2 separate regions of the Sus scrofa genome follow, and region 2 is linked to region 1. Evidence: chromatin contacts called from public HiChIP or PLAC-seq data. All regions are on one chromosome and are shown on one strand. Each heading gives the region's core, a stretch centred on a gene start, on an enhancer-like site or on the middle of the called end of the contact. The rest is flanking DNA. Distances are from core to core; before and after follow the strand shown.

Evidence for each region. HiChIP or PLAC-seq counts read pairs in DNA pulled down with a chosen protein or histone mark.
Region 2: an H3K27ac HiChIP or PLAC-seq map of alveolar macrophages shows a contact between it and region 1, with 3 times the contacts expected there. The contact joins two enhancer-like sites.

What each region holds. Positions count from the first base shown.
Region 1 is chr5:47,467,033-47,469,732 of Sscrofa11.1, reverse strand. No RefSeq gene overlaps it. Among named protein-coding and RNA genes, the nearest start is that of SSPN, 140 kb to the left of the region's middle. Within about 2 kb of position 1,327, at least 13 of the 83 cell types and tissues checked have an H3K27ac peak or open chromatin away from gene starts, as enhancers often do. A contact at or near this core is called in alveolar macrophages, where this site is marked.
Region 2 is chr5:47,708,353-47,711,052 of Sscrofa11.1, reverse strand. No RefSeq gene overlaps it. Among named protein-coding and RNA genes, the nearest start is that of BHLHE41, 22 kb to the right of the region's middle. Within about 2 kb of position 1,267, at least 18 of the 83 cell types and tissues checked have an H3K27ac peak or open chromatin away from gene starts, as enhancers often do. A contact at or near this core is called in alveolar macrophages, where this site is marked.

The sequences.
Region 1 (2,700 bases), core at 78-2,577:
CAGGTGCTGCCACAACCTCATCTCTTGCCCACCATGGTGGTGTAGGCAGAAGCCAGTCCATGGTTTTCCAACTTCCAGCTCCTCTTCCTTCAGCTTCTCTGAGTCCTGGGTCAGATGCACACACAACTCCATGGTGAAAGAGATCAGCTTATTTTTTAGGTCTCATGGGCGATAAAGTTTGGAGATAGGGAGGGCTAAATGCAAATTTTAGTTTGTTCTAGCTCTTCTATGCCTCACATGGAAACTTCTCCTCCTGACTGCCAGCCCCACTGATTTACAGTGACTTCAGACCCTCCACCAATGCAAAAGAAGCAGAATTCCACTGAGTTCTTCACCATCTCTTTAATATAACTGCCTGATATTAGACCCCTAAAATAAACCTCTCAGTCCATGTCTAGAATCTGAATTTTCTTCTCCAGTAAAACCCTAAATGATGTAAAGCACATTCATATTTTTTATGAAGCAGGGTCTAATTTTAAGGTATGGTGTTCACAAAATTGTCATTCGAATATATTGCTGAGAAGATCAGGATCACAATAAAACATTTAATCCATGCTCAAAGAGAAGGAACAGTTTACAGCAGACAGAAAGGCAGATACAACTGTCCACAGTGGACAATGATAAAAACAAAATGAAAAAACACACTTGTTAGAATAGGCAGAAGACTCAGAAGAAGATTGGAAGGGAAGAGAACTTTGGAAGGATGTGCTGCAGTGGATTGCAGAGGAAATCCACACGTGTAGCCACATACCCACAGCTGTGAGGAGAGCCATTCCACCTGGAACTGATTTTACCCCAAGGACCAGAGTTAAAAGGGAACAGGCTAATCTAGGGGAAAATCCAACTTGCAGTGAAAAAGACCTGAATTTTCTGTTAACTTGAATCAAACTGCATTCTTATACAATTCTGTTCTTATACATTTTCCACCTTCATAAAGTTTGGTCTCTATATTTCTTTATTGGCCCCGTGGCAGGTTCCGTTTGGCATGACAGCGCCCCTGCTGTCAGGGAGGAGCATAGGCGAGGTTCAAGTACACAGACTTTTGGCTTGAGGTTGTGCTCTGAAGACGAGACTTCCTCATAACACAGTTAAAGGCAGGGTGACTTTCAAACATGCATCACACTCCATTCCACGTGCATCCTCCTGCTCTTCATGTGAACCACTCTCACTGGAAGAGGAACTCACTGTCCAATTTCCCTCCTGAAATCTCTCCTCGGATCCCAAACAAAACAAAACAATTCTTGCCACACAACTTCAAGGAACTGTGACACACTGGCAAATGCCCCCATGAGCAAAGAATTCTCTTCGTGGTTTGAGTGTGAGTCATTGCAAGTCATTTTGATTTCTTCAGCTGTCCCATGCTCCTTTCTCTTCTGCGGGGAGCTACCATTTGAAGCACTGGGTGGTAAGAACCAGGATGACCAAGCAGCCTGTGCTCATGGAGCCCATGCTGGCTATCAGCACAAGTAGATATATCAGTAGCTGTTGGCCAACTGAGGATTTGGCCAGCTCTGAGTAAGTGCTGGGTACAACAGTCCATCTGGACCAGAGTGGTTCAAGTTGCCGAAATTTCTGTCCCCCATGTCTCGCTATGTGAAATAACAATAATCATGACTTTCATACAAATGGATACATTCTGAAGCATATTAAGAAGTGAATTAAGGCACCGGCCTACACCAGAGTTGCAGCTCCGATTCAGCCCCTAGCCTGGGAACCTCCATATGCCGAGGGAGTGGCCCAAGAAATAGCAAAAAAAAAAAAAGAAGTGAATTAAGGGAGTTCCCATCGTGGCGCAGTGGTTAACGAATCCAACTAGGAAGCATGAGGTTGCGGGTTCGGTCCCTGCCCTTTCTCAGTGGGTTAACAATCCGGCGTTGCCCTGAGCTGTGGCGTAGGTTGCAGACGCGGCTTGGATCCTGAGTTGCTGTGGCTCTGGCGTAGGCCGGTGGCTATGGCTCCAATTCGACCCCTAGCCTGGGAACCTCCATATGCCGCAGGTTCAAGAAACAGCAAAAGGACAAAAAAAAAAAGAAAGAAATGAATTAAGGAGTTCCCATAGCGGCTCAGTGGTAACAAATCTGACTAGTATCCATGAGGATATGGTTTGATCCCTGGCCCCATTCAGTGGGTTAAGGATCCAGCGTTGCCATGAACTGTGGTGTAGGCTGCAGATGCAGCTCAGATCCCATGTTGCTGTGGTTGTGGTGTAGGCTGGCAGCTACAGCTCTGATTTGACCCCAGTCTGGGAACTTCCATATGCCATGGCTGTGGGCCTAAAAAGACAAAAGAAAAAAAAAAAAAAAGAAGAAATGAATTAAGCACTTAAAGTATCACACACAAAAGTTATTAAATTGTTTTATTATTAATAATTTATAATTATACTTATCTGGTCTTGACATATATTGGAATCATGTTTTTGAGGTGAATATAGTATGCCTCTACGGCAAGAAAAAAAAAGGCTGTCCGTGATATAAGAAGATCGGCTATGATAATCTTATAAATTATTCAAGTCTATGGAAACACTCCAGTTCAGAGGTGACAGCTGGATTCGTTATCGGATTTCTCAAGTTTCACACGCGTTTTAGCTCCTGTGCTTGGTTTTGGTATTGTGTGTGTTTACTTCTACTAAGTGGGGCAGCTTTTTTTTTTTTTTTTTTTTTTTTTTGGCTGCACGCAGGGCATGTAGAAGTTCCCAGGGCC
Region 2 (2,700 bases), core at 18-2,517, 240 kb before region 1:
GATATTTTGGAAGCATTTAATTTGTATCCTATCCATATTAGATAGGTTAGGTCCCAATAAACCAAAATCAGAGTAGATACACAAGAAAAAAATAAAGGTAAAACTTTAATAAGATTTCACATTAGGGGGATAAAGCAAATTTTAAGGGAAAAAAATTCTCTTGAAATATTATTAATAAAATCGTGATACTCTATTTTGACACAAATATACATTTTCTTTGAGTCAGAATTACATGACTATGAAATTAGTCCAGTTTTTAAATTTCTTCTTCTTCTTCTTCTTCTTTTTTTTTTTTTTTTTTTTTCTGGTCTTTTTAGGGCCAAACCCACTGCATACGAAGTTTCCAGGCTAGGGGTCAAATAGGAGCTGGAGCTGCTGGTCTGCACCACAGCCACAGTAACACAGGATCTGAGCCACGTCTTCGACCTACAACACAGCTCACAGCAACACCAAATCCTTTAACCCACTGAGCGAGGCCAGGGATCGAACCCATGTCCTCATAGATACTAGTTGGGTTCGTTACTGCTGAGCCACAAATGGGAACTCCTAAAATTCTTTTATATGGCTGTTTGGAATCAAATGCTTCAAGGTAAATTTAGTGATAGAAATAGTCCTCTACAATTATTAGAGATAAATTAACTGTTATTATGAAGATTTTTTTTTTAATCCCCCACTGGTTGCTAAAATCAGGTATGGACTAACAAATGGCCAAACAGCTTAGGGAAGAGTGGCTGTGTGACCAGGAGCAAGTTCCTTAATCTTTCAGTGCCTGGGTTTCCTTACATGGTAACACCCACCCGATAAATTTAATAAATCAATATGTTATGCGCTTAACCCAGTGCCCAGCATATACAGTCAGAGGCACATGGCGAAGAGCCATTGTCATATCTCTTTTCTGCACCAGAAACAGGGAGGCTGTTGGTGGGAAAAATTGCCTAGCTCAGGAAGGGCTGTCTTGCCCTGACTAGATTCACTTGACTTGTTTGGCTGTTCAGGGCCCCAGATAGGAAATGCCAATCAGCATGAACGTAATTAAAGGTGTTTGATAGCCTGGGACTCCTCAGATGTTCCTGACTAAGCAGTATTCAATTGTGCTAGTTAGAAAAACTGGAAGATCTATAGATTTCAGATATTGGAGTTTGTTGCCCAGCAACAGCCTGCAAGTTCCTGAAGAAATACTGAATTATCTCGTTAGTGAAGCAACTTCCTGTTAGGTGGCAGTAGACTCTGACCACAGTGAACCCAAGAACCCAAGATCCTCTGACCCAGAAAAACACTCACGTGAGAACTGATTAGATGGCAAGACACCAAGAAAACTAGTTTTACAACCTATCAAGCGGCTGGAGGTTGGTCAGAGTCTGGGGAGCAGGAAGGGCAGGCCCACTGCACCTCATCGGGGTTGCTGACATAGAATACACTGTGTAGAGATACTGCAGAACCCTGTGCAGCTCCATGGCCTCAGAAAGGGACTAACGCAGCTGGGGCAGGCAGGTGCATCAGCCCAGAAGCTACATCCATCTTCCTTCCTGCTGAGGCTTCCACAGCATTGCATGGCCCCAGAAATCCCCCCAGAAGGATATGCAGATACAAGAGGTTTTAGATGATGTCATTTAATCCTTATAGCTATTCTGTCTTATTAAAATCATCCTCTTTACAGGGAAGGAAACATAGATTTAGAGAAGTAACACCTAAGGTAATAAAGCTGGTGACTGAGGCTCACACCAGGCAGTCTCATTTCAGATTCCACGCTCTTGACCTCCATGCTAGACTGTCTCCCAAGGACCAACTACAATTATTTGTTCAGCATTTGAACATTCACGAAGCTCCAAACACTCGTGGACATTATACCATCACCCCCTCCTTACACAGATAAGGAAACAGAGAGCAAGAGGTGTCAGTGTTTTTCCCAAGTTTATGCAATTAAGTAGTGGAGCCAGAATTTGCACTCCAGGCCTTTTGATTCTCAGAAGAATATACAATAGGAAGGCCCAAAGGGAACCGGGTAAGCTCTTTTGAGCACCCAGCTTAAGGGAACAGAGTTCTGAGGTCAAGCCTTAGCCTATTTTTGCCTTTGCTTTGCCTGTCCAGACAATGCCTTTACATGAATCTGATGATAACCTGTATCCTGATTACTGCATTTGTACATTCAAGATACATTACTTTTCTCTAGGTGATATAGATCTGGGATTTGTATAACCTGGGAATACCTACTTTATTGGAGTTGAACATGGGAGAACATGGAAGCAATATGCTTCAAGTAACATGTCAGGAATACTCCACTCCACATGGAAATCCTTCCAGGGTTAAAAGCAAGTACTGTCTGCCCAAGATGCCAAGATGCAGGAGATCACAGATGAGAATCTTCCATCCCCCCTGAGGACAAAAAGCTCTGAATTTGGGGGAAAATGCCATTTTCAGACTCACTCCACTACTTTGATCTAATAACCTGCTGCTTACTATGGATTTCAAAGACCTGGTGAAGGCAAGGTAGCTGAATCGATAGGAGATCATCCAGCACAAGAAAAGAGACAACCTGTAGCAGTCTCTGCTGGTTCCACCTAACTGATCTTGAGCCTCGTAACACTGGCAGGTGTCACCAGGACGTTTTGTGAGCTGGGTGATGTGTACATCATAGGGACCTTAGCATCTATAGGAAAAAAGAGAGCTACCGGGATAGGTTAGCTCCTATCCATTTCACAT